Linked DNA regions of Zea mays: all the other regions are linked to region 3. A link is a contact called in public Hi-C data. All regions are on one chromosome and are shown on one strand. Each heading gives the region's core, a stretch centred on a gene start, on an enhancer-like site or on the middle of the called end of the contact. The rest is flanking DNA. Distances are from core to core; before and after follow the strand shown. Region 1 holds the start of LOC100274554. Region 2 holds the start of LOC103643415 (WAT1-related protein, chloroplastic-like). Region 3 holds the start of LOC103643414 (ABC transporter G family member 11).

The links. Hi-C and Micro-C count contacts between places; a contact is called where the count stands out from the background.
Region 1: a contact with region 3 is called in a Hi-C map of leaf, with 2.8 times the contacts expected there. The contact joins the promoter of LOC100274554 here to the promoter of LOC103643414 in region 3. A contact is called at or near these places in 7 of 25 Hi-C or Micro-C datasets (bundle sheath, ear, leaf and 3 more).
Region 2: a Hi-C map of leaf shows a contact between it and region 3, with 9 times the contacts expected there. The contact joins the promoter of LOC103643415 here to the promoter of LOC103643414 in region 3. A contact is called at or near these places in 6 of 25 Hi-C or Micro-C datasets (ear, endosperm, leaf and 1 more).

What each region holds. Positions count from the first base shown.
Region 1 is chr1:233,759,106-233,762,580 of Zm-B73-REFERENCE-NAM-5.0, reverse strand. It overlaps LOC100274554, which reads left to right and starts at 1,883. Exons shown (of 15, transcript NM_001148909.1): 1 at 1,883-2,190; 2 at 3,132-3,190. The coding sequence starts at 1,973.
Region 2 is chr1:233,709,940-233,713,665 of Zm-B73-REFERENCE-NAM-5.0, reverse strand. It overlaps LOC103643415 (WAT1-related protein, chloroplastic-like), which reads left to right and starts at 1,270. Exons shown (of 7, transcript XM_008666593.3): 1 at 1,270-2,121; 2 at 2,227-2,274; 3 at 2,394-2,516; 4 at 3,028-3,177; 5 at 3,665-3,726. The coding sequence starts at 1,534.
Region 3 is chr1:233,569,031-233,572,696 of Zm-B73-REFERENCE-NAM-5.0, reverse strand. It overlaps LOC103643414 (ABC transporter G family member 11), which reads left to right and starts at 2,028. Exons shown (of 5, transcript XM_020546746.3): 1 at 2,028-2,944; 2 at 3,454-3,666. The coding sequence starts at 2,519.

The sequences.
Region 1 (3,475 bases), core at 634-3,133, 190 kb before region 3:
TTTATGAAGTTTAATGTGTATAGTAACTGACATTACAATTTAAGTGATGTTTGGTTCACATATTTGTAACGCGAATGATAATCGGTAGCGTTAAACCATGTTTGGTTAAGTTCAACCGTAATAAGACACCACACTAGAACATTTACGTTACATTCAAATGTATTTTATGAATCATAATGTAAATCATCAAACGACTATGTAGACATTTTACGTTAATTAAGTGTGAATCATCATTGTTACTATTTACGTTACATTTTATGAACCAAACGACTATGTAGTCGATGACATATCATGTGCAATCAAATGTATTGACGTAATTAGTAAACATAGTGGATTGGACGAGGATGAGAAGCAAAGGGCTGTGTCTAATAAGGCCTCGTTTGGTGTTTGGTTTGAGAGACTAAAGATTAGTCCTTTAATTTTAGTGTCATTTAATTTCTAAATTGCCAAACGGTGGGACTAAAACATGGACTAAACTGTTTTAGTCTCTAGTTCCTCAAGGGATGACTGAAAGAGACTAAAACCATATAAATTCCACAATTTATATCTTCTTTATTTTGCACTAATAATAGAAGAATACTAAGGAGTATTTTGGTTATCTTATGATTTATTTAATGTATTTTGGATAGTTTTAGTTTATAGAAACAAATATGGTAAGAACTAAATTTTAATTTCCTAACTAAACTTTAATCCATGTACTAAAGAAACCAAACGTCCCCAAGTTGGAACACGACTCTCCGGCCGACCAATGTCCTAGAGCTTGACGCTCCGCGCCGCTGCCTCCTCCCTCCCTGTGCTGCGGTTGCGGCGCGCAGTGATGAAACGCCCCGAGGCAGGCAATAGTCGTTCGCGCCCCGAGGCCGACCGCGGCTGAGATGGGATCGCATCTTTTCGTTAACTTTTACTCTGACGATTCCTGCGGAGGGCGCTGCACCGTTCTGACGCCGTGCGTGTTGGTCGAAATGGACAAAAATTTAAAAATCCAAGCGGCCTAATAAATTAGTCTGTACTAGCGATTACTTTTTTGACCACTTTGTCCTCTTGCGGTGCGAAAGATAAAAGGTGGAAGGCATGTCGGGGGGAAAAACGAGAATAAAAGTACAGATGGGCAAATATACTCGAGTTCGATCAAATATAAAAATATCAATATATATGATATGCAATTGATATCATTAGATAGACCATTGAATATATCTCTATAATAAATTTATCACAAATACTTTCTTTATCGTAAAATAGTCCCCGATCTTCTTTATACGAGTCAACTACGTGTAATATTGATGAAATATATACAAGCTATTAATATTATTAGATTAGATAGCCAGTAACTACTTCAAGACCATGCAAATATTTCTATAGGTTTAAGCTAAACACGTTTTGACAGCGAGATAAAAAAATGGACCGATGGAGAGTAGATTCTGCAGTTACGGTAAGACGGGGCTCCGACAAACATCACGGCATCCAATCACGTGACATCACATCATATCCAAATTCATGCGGGACGACTGTGCATGAGCTGTAGCATGCCACGCAAACTCCAGTAGGATACGAGAGCAATGAATGGGTTTTCCATGTGGCATGTGCGATGCCATCACCCTTGATGCACGGCACACCTTCTACCGACTGCTGGGCCTGGGCCTGGGCCCCGCTACGAATATACTAGTTGTGGCGAGAAGTCGCTCACGCACGAGCGCCAGCTGGTTCGGATAAAGCGGGGAGCCCCGCGACACAAGTAAACACTGACGAGTCTGTATTTATCAGAACAGTATTTTGAGATTTAAAAAAACGTAGCAAAATTTACTGACACGGTGGGACCTGCCGCGCGACCGTGGCAGCGGCTATATATAAGGCGGCGGCCTGTCTAGTAAAGCGCGTGCCCAGTGTCTGACAACGCGCCCCAACCCCAACCCCAACCCAGCGGTCCCAGTCCCCCCTCCGTTCTCTCTGCACTCTGCAGCTGCCGGTGCCGGCCATGGCGCGCGCCCCGAGCTCGTGGACGCCGTCCCTCGCCATGGTGCTCCTCGTCGTGGCCGCCGCGGCCGTGGTCGCGTCGTCGGAGGCGGCCAGGGTGCCCGCCGCCGTCGGCAACTGGACGGGGGAGGAGCTGCGCGGGGCCGCGGCGAGGCGGGGCGGCCGGCGCTCCCGGCGCCGCGCGTTCGAGAACGGCCTCGGCCGGACGCCGCAGATGGGGTACGTACACACTCGCCGCCAGCCCGCCATCGCTTGCAGCGCAGCGCTGCTGCTATACCTTCCTCCGCCGGCCGCGCGCGGCGCCATTACCGCCGTAGCTGCACCTCCTCTTCGTTCCCGGTTGCGTTTTTTTTGTTTGTTTGTTTGTTGCCGCGCCATCGTCGTGGCGTGGGCTGTGGTGCCCTGCCCGCCCAGTTGATCTCTGCACGCGCCCACAAATGGCACCACCAACAAACAGTCGAGCAGCACCAAACGAGTTTGTAATCAAACAAACGAATAAATAAATAGATCCAGGGAAGAAGAAAAAAAAGGGAACGTAGACGCTGGACGGTGCTCGGGCGGAGGCACCGAGGGGAACCGAGACGAGATGAACTCTTTTGGGCGCGTGGTGAGGGAGGGAGTCAGGGAGGGAACGGACATGTCCTTGGCTTGCGTCGGAAGCGAGACGGGGTCAGGGCCGCCGTCAGGGTCAGTCGGCGTCCCGTTCGCCGCGCTCAGCGTCGGCAGACTTTTGCTGCTTCGTGTTTGTTGGCTTTCATTCTCCGTTGCCTTCCTGAGTCCTGACCCAGCGTTTAATAAAGCCACTACTTTTGTTCCTTGCCTTCCGGCATGGCTCAACTCGCGCGCGCCCCCTTCTTGCTCCGTGGCGTTTGGGGCGATAGATTCATCATTCGTTTTGGCTCTGGCATGCGTGAGCGGCACGATTACTTTGCATGCTACTACTGTAATGTACACTGGTCAGATAACCTAGCTCTCTATAGCTAGGAGGACGCGGTCGAGGTGTGGGTGTGGTGGTCCTTTATGTGTCTTTTCTCTAGTCCTTGACGGCAACTGGGACATCCGTCCCTTTAATTTTGAGAGTGAAACCTTTTTTTTTGCCCCCCTCATTTTCCGAAAGAAAAGCAAACATTGACCTTTTGGGTCTCCGTTGTGGTGTGCAGGTGGAATAGCTGGAACCACTTCGGCTGCGGGATCAACGAGAACCTCATCAAGCAGACAGGTACGCACGCCTGCCTGCCTGCCCCACCCACTCCGCGTCTCCATCCGCAACTCCGAGCGAGCCACGTTTGCTTGCGTTTGCTGGTACCGGTAGTAGTAGTGGTACTAGTCTTTTTTGCGAGCGAAATGCGGGCGAAGGGAGGAAGAAGAAAAAAACTCTTTTTTTCCCGCTTTTGGCTTTTGGGTATCGACTTCGGCACGCACGTCTCGTCGGTCGGTCGAGTTCGGGGTGGCACTGGCATGGCAGGCATGTTAGCGTATCAGCAAATTCGGCGACGCGCTCCCG
Region 2 (3,726 bases), core at 21-2,520, 140 kb before region 3:
CGCGGAATTGGAGCCTTGGTGCTTAGGAATGCTTAGAGAATGCTTGGTGTACTCCTCCATGCGCCTAGGGATCCCCTTTATAGCCTCAAGGCAGCTAGGAGCCGTTGAGAGCATTCCAGGAAGGCAATTTTTGCCTTCTGTCGCCTGGCGCACCGGACATTGTCCGGTGCAGATTTCTTTCCTGTTTTGGCGCAGCCGACCGTTGGCTATTTGGAGCCGTTGGCGCACCGGACACTGTCCGGTGCACACCGGACAGTCCGGTGCCCCCTTCAGACCGTTGGCTCGGCCACGCGTCACGCGCGGATTGCGCGGCCGACCGTTGGCGCGCCCAACCGTTGGCTCACCGGACAGTCCGGTGAATTTTAGCCGTACGCCGCCGACGATTTCCCGAGAGCGGCCTTTTCACCAGAGCCAGCCTGACGCACCGGACACTGTCCGGTGCACCACCGGACAGTCCGGTGCACCCAGACCGAGCAGCCTTTTGGCTGTACACAGCCAACTTCTTCATAATTGTTTCTCCTGTTTCTAGCAATTAGACACAATACATTAGTCTTCAAAACAATGTACTAAGTCTAGAAACATACCTTTAATCTTGATTTGTACTTCTTGATTCCTTGGCATAATTTAACACTTAAGCACTTGTGTTGGACACTTAATCACCAAAATACTTAAAAATGGCCCAAGGGCACATTTCCCTTTCAGTAGCTTTTGTGCCAGCCTGCCTTTAATTCTCTTCGCAAACACACACTTACCTTTTTTTAAGCGAGAGTATGGTGGTGCGTATCTGATGACTAACGATGTATGAGGAAATTTTTTCCGACATGTATGGAATGTGCTCTCCAATGATGAGACCATACAAATCGTGGTATATATCGAAGTCTGCATGATACTGATGGTTGCAATGTAGTGGTGAAACAATTAGATTAAAATAACAAAATTTATGTATGGTTAGGATTACAAATTGATTATGAAACATTCTCTCATAACAATATAACATATATTTTATATATAAGTTATCGTAATATACTAGTATTATATATTTCCGTTGCAACAATCGGTCACTCAGCTAGTAATGATATAAATCTGCCAACATTTCAACCATATATGGAGCCAAACCGAGTAGCCGCAACAACGAGCCGACCCGAACATGAGCCGTACGACTAGACCGGGCAACGTGCTTTAAGATTTGTGCAAGTGTACGTGTCGTCAATCCAGGGCTGGCTGCAGATCTCCACTGAGGTTTAACTGTGTCCTGGACTCGGCCTCAATGGCTTGTCCTCGCTCTCGATGCCTCCACCAATCTCATCCTCAACCCGGACGGCGGTCACGGCGCACGCGAGCAGGGTTGCTCACGAATCGCAGGATCGCGGGCAGACGGCGGACCGAAAGAAGAATGTCGCACGTGGCCATGTCTCGGCCGCGCCCCGCTCCTCCGTCACAGCCTCATAGTCACAGGCTCCCAGCCTCCCGCGTCCGGAGTCCGGATCCGGACACGCGCTCGAGGCCACCCGCGCTGTCCCGCCTCCGGCAGCGATGGCGGCCGCCGCGCGCCCCGCGTCCGCCCACCTCCTCCTCCTCGCCCCGCTCCCTTCTCCTCCCCGCCTTTCGCATCTCATCCACACCCGCAGACTCTACGCACTCGCCCCCGCCCGCCGCCCTGCGGCCGCGCGCGCGCGCCGCGAATCCTCTCCTCCCTCCGCGCCCTCCCCTCCTGCCCCGGCTGACTCGCTCGATTGCGTCGGAACTGGCTCGGATGTCGAGTGCTTCGTCGACGCCGGCGCCGAAGACGCCGCTCCCCTCCTTCCCGCGCTCTCCGCAGGCGCGTCAAAGGACGATGGGAAGAGCGAGGGCGACGCGGCGGTTTCGGCTTCCCCTACGGGGAGGGAGCTCTTGGAGTGGGCATCTCTGGTGTCGCCCTTCTTCTTCTGGGGCACGGCTATGGTGGCCATGAAGGGGGTCATACCCCGCACGGGTCCCTTCTTCGTCGCCGCGATACGCCTGCTCCCCGCGGGCGCACTGCTAGTTGCCTTCGCCGCCGCGCGCGGCAGGAAGCAGCCCTCCGGCTGGGAGGCCTGGCTCGCCATCGCTGCGTTCGGACTCATCGACGCGGCCTGCTTCCAGGTGCATAATCATGGCCATGTTGAGTGTTGACAGCTCAAGACGTGAGCTGTGCCTCTGTGCTTCTTGGAATCAAAAGGCGGTGCCTTTTCTTGCTTGCTTTCGCAGGGCTTTCTCGCGGAGGGACTGCAGAAGACATCGGCTGGGCTCGGGAGCGTAAGGCGAAATCCAAACTCCGGCCCTGTTCTTTATCTCATCAGGCAAGGCAAGTATTTGCCTTGCCATCTTGGCCTGGTGAACTGGTAGCACTTACGGAGCTCGATTCTCCATTCCAGGTCATCATTGACTCGCAGCCATTGACGGTTGCTATCCTTGCATCACTGCTCTTTGGAGAGTCGATTGGCGCGATAGGAGTTGGAGGACTCGTGTTGGGCGTCGTGGGGCTCTTGCTTCTGGAGGTTTGCCTTCTGTTGATGCGAGTTCAAACTTAACATATGCATCAGACACGTTAGAAATCCTGAGACATGAATATTGATTATAGTGACAAAAGATGCATCGTTCAAATTCTATTTTATCCATGTTCAAGTGCGTATTTGCAACATTTGAAGGCAAACATTCATGCATATATACGCTCTTTATTATGCAATATTTTGGACCACACCTTAAATGATTTGGTGTTTAAAACAACTGTCTTATGCAAACGTTCTATATTCTTCTCGACTGTTTCCATGTCAGGTGTATATTTACATCAGATATCATCTGTAAGATGTTCAAAAATGGTTTATGATCATTTTGAACTTTATGAAATTGAGATCATGAATGCCAAGTAAAGCCTCTATTTACAAATAATTTGCTTCTATTTATGGATTATGCCTCCGGCACTAGGTGTGCCCTTTTTATGGATTATGACTTGCCCTATAGCTGAACTTTTGTCTCCCCTTTCATTTTTTTTTTTAAAAAAATCACTAGGTTCCAGCACTGTCAGTTGAAGGAAATGACACAACAATCTGGGGAAGCGGGGAATCGTTGATGTTCCTCTCAGCTCAAAGCATGGCAGTCGGAACTATCATGGTCCGCTGGGTGTCAAAGTACTCTGATCCAATTATGGCAACAGGATGGGTATATTATCCATAGATGAATAATCATCCATGTTATGTCTTAGTTTGTGTCACATGCACCAAAGCTCTGTTTTGCTATCGGTTATATTGTTTCAACTTAGCCTTTCTGTGATCTATTTTGGCTAATGATTTTGCATGTTTCCTAGAATTTTAATTTAGTTAGTTCATTCTGCAGAACGCGATGTATATATCATTTCTTGTTATTATAATTGCAAAGATTATTGCATACTCATGTAGCTCCCATAATATTACCCATGTAGTTGAAGGCAGATGCATAAATTTCAAAACAGAATTGCATTTGTTATTTTGTTGATATTCCTAAAGGTACCTAGGCCTTCCAACTTGTTTAAGATTCCATCGGAATGAAGATGTTACATTTAATCCATGTTGTTGAAATTTCCACCCTTTTATGGGATGGTCCTTGCAATTAGTACCAAATCTGGCATTACATCATTATTATTATAATACTAATATCAACATTATGACAGCACATGATTATTGGTGGGCTTCCTTTGCTAGTGATATCTGTTCTTAATCATGATCCTGCTCT
Region 3 (3,666 bases), core at 779-3,278:
TTCCTCTTCCGTTCATGGTGCCCCCCGTCAAATCTAATTACATCAAGCTCCTCTTCCGACTGGTGCCAAGGGAGTTCCTTAGATTGTGTTCAACGGTTCCCTCTATATTTCTCCCCAAATATCCCACTATCCCCCACGCCAGCAATCTCTCTTCCCTTATATCTCCACCCTCTATAAAGGTTCCCCCAAAACACCACTACACCATAAAATATAATTTCCCCTACCCATTCATCATTCATTACCATTTTTTCTCAACTATCAAATACATGTGTGCACCGAAATCGAGGCAAGGGGCAGCACAACGCTACCCTTTTTCTAGCGTTGTACTGTGCTCATCGCTTGTACTGTAGCAGTTGTAGGGGTGACCAATGAACGCGCTCGCGTGGATCTGTATCCGCCACAACAAGGGGAGGGGAAGGTTGGCGGGGACCATTGAATGTAGTCTTATGGCATGGTACCCTAGGTGTTGTCGTTCCAGCATAGTGGGCCTCACAATAGCCTCTTGTACTAAAATACTCGGAATATGTCTTAGTTACTTCTAGGGGTATATCCTTCCCGAGACACTAACATATATAGCCCCCCTCCCTCTGAGTTTGTTGCTGGATTGTTCCTGTAGGTGCTTCTATTTTTCCTTACTAGATGCCTAATGAAATGGATCACCTGAGACTGCTTATCATAATGTGGAGAAGGAGACCAATAAGTTGGAAGCTGTTTTTACACATGTATCTGGATTATGAGGTCAAGAAGGGCAAGGGACTGTAGAACCAAGGAGCTTAGCCTAGTGGAAGAGCTAATTGGTGGTGTTGGTCTCCTTTATTGTGTTTACCTATATGTTGTTTGTTAGTAAAGTGAACTGGACAAATACATACTTATGCATTGTTTGAACATGAAGGAACTTGTCGTACTCTTTTCCTTCCTAGAGGTTTCTCACGAAGTATGATTTTTTATCTAGAAATGCTTTTAACAAGGTGACATTGCACTAAGGCTGTAGTTATATTTTGAGATTTCCTTTCGCCTTTCATGTGATCTTGTGAGTTTTGACTTGTGGTCTAGTTCTGAAATGGTTGTTGTCGTTGTCAATGGCAATTTTCGAGTTATGGATTTGTGATTTTTTTATGATATGAACAAGTGAACTAGTGATGTAGTATGTAACATTGTGGGTTTTTTGTTATACATTGTAAATTTGAATGCATTATCTTTTTCTCTAATGTTTAAGATATTTCATTGCGACGGACCGACAGACAACCCGACATGTTGGCCTTATCGTGCCTCCGACACTGACACTGTTAGAGATTCTTTCTCTAGAAGCTTCCTGTAATCTTCAACCGAATCAATCTTCTTTAGATAGAAAGGATAATTAATCTCCTATAGATAGAAAGGATAAACTCAGATTGATTTGATTGCTTCTTGTACGTGTTGTTGCATCTAGCCATTGGTGCCTATATTAACATGCATGCAACCTATGGCCACCTAAGTGTGGTGAAAACGCTTAAACCAATTCCAGCTTTCATGGTACCAGAGCCCACCACTGAAATTCTTTCATCTAGCCATGGCGTTCGACTCCAATACTGCCACCATCCCCTCTTCCTTCCAAATCCCGATTACAGAGAAACTCAACAAAACAAATTACATGTTGTGGAAAGCCCAAGTCCTGTCGCCATCTCGCCGATCCGAGCGGTGCAGATGGAGGGACTTCTTACCGGAGCCGAAGCAATGCCGGCTCAGACCATCGTCGTCAACACCAGTGAAACCACCTCCGTTCAACCAAACTCGGAGTATGCTCGCTGGGTCTCCCATGATCAGACTGTTCTCGGGTATCTCTTGGTTATAAGATGGAGTTTAAAATAGGAAATATAGGTAAGCTCTTGGAGATTACCAACGTCTTCTCTGCATCTTTATCTACCAGCTTTATGTGCCAACATACAAATACTATTTATTAGTGTACTAGTATATATACAGGACGTACGTGACACACCATGATGCGTACAGGACGTACGGACGGCTACCGGCAACTCACACTCACGTCAGCCCGTCCGTGCATCGCATGCAGCCGACCCAGACCAGACGTACGTACGTACGTAATCCTCTCCTACACACGATCTTGCTGCGTGCGACGCATGCAGATGCAGTTTTGAACCCATCTCAATCTCATGTCCTCCCAGCGCACGCCGAAGCCAAACACGACCCGCATGCGCATCGCATGCTACGCCCTGCTTCCTGCGCCACCGCTTGACCCCAGGTCAAACCCCTCTGCGCCGTCATAACTTCCGCTCTGGGTGCTCCATTTACTCCCTTCAGCCTTCGCATCCACCACTGCTTCCCGCTCATAAAACTCGCCACTCACTGCAGCAGCAACTGAGCAAGCGGCCAAGCGCACACAGGAGTATACTCTGCAGCACGGACACGCCCGGCCCGACAAGCCAGCCACTCTTCTCGCGTGAAGCTGCCAGGACGAGAAGAGAGAGAGGGAGTGAGACACACACAGACAGAGAAAGCGGAGGAGACTAACGAGGCGTGCATGAGGAAGGGGGCAGTGGCCGTGATGGGGAGGGAGGCCGCGGCCGCGGTGGCGGCGGAGCTGGAGGACTCGTTGGGGAACGCTGCTGCTGCCGCGGCGGCGGCGCCCGTGCTGAGCCCGCTGAGCGAGACGCTGTGGCGCGACAGGGCGGCGGCGGGCGGGGTCCTCCTCGGGGACGTGTCGGCGCGGCTGGCGTGGCGGGACCTCACCGTGACCGTGGCGCTCGGCACCGGCGACACGCAGGCCGTGCTGCAGGGCCTCACGGGCCACGCCGAGCCCGGCACCATCACCGCGCTCATGGGCCCGTCCGGCTCCGGCAAGTCCACGCTGCTCGACGCGCTCGCCGGACGCCTCGCCGCCAACGCCTTCCTCGACGGGACCGTCCTCCTCAACGGCCGCAAGGCCAACCTCTCCTTCGGCGCCGCGGTACGCACGTCGTCGTCGTCCTCGTGTCACCGGTTCGCCGTCGGTACGTACGTGACCTTGAGTTCTCCTTGGATCTTCCGGCATCGCCGATCTTGGTCACTGAGGAGAGGACTCGTCACATATGCCATGCATGCCAGGTTCTGTAACCTTGCTGCCTTTCGGCAGCGGCTTCGCGATCGCAGCACAAGATGCCATGCATCAAGCCAGCCCTTGCATCTGTGGTTGTTGGATCAGCAGCAGTAGCCATCTCCGGTCAAAATTTGGGCGACATGCTGCCTTCGCTAGCTGTCGCCCGTCTGTTCTCCTGATGGATCGTTCTGTTGTCAGGTGTGTGTTTGGTGACTGGAGTTTAAACACCCACACCCACTACTGTGGCTGAGGGTGGTGAGGAGACACCGTACCGGTTCTGTTTTTTCCTGGGCTCACCAAACAAACCATCATGATCTGCTAACGTCTCTCTCACACCTCTTGCTACTGAAAAATACTGTCAATCTGCAAAAAAAATTCAGGCCTACGTGACGCAAGACGACAACCTGATCGGCACGCTGACGGTGAGGGAGACGATCTCGTACTCGGCGCGTCTCCGGCTCCCCGACAGCATGCCGAGGGAGGAGAAGCAGGCCCTGGTGGAGGGCACCATCGCCGAGATGGGGCTCCAGGACTGCGCCGACACGGTGGTGGGCAACTGGCACCTGAGGGGGATCAGCGGCGGCGAGAAGAGG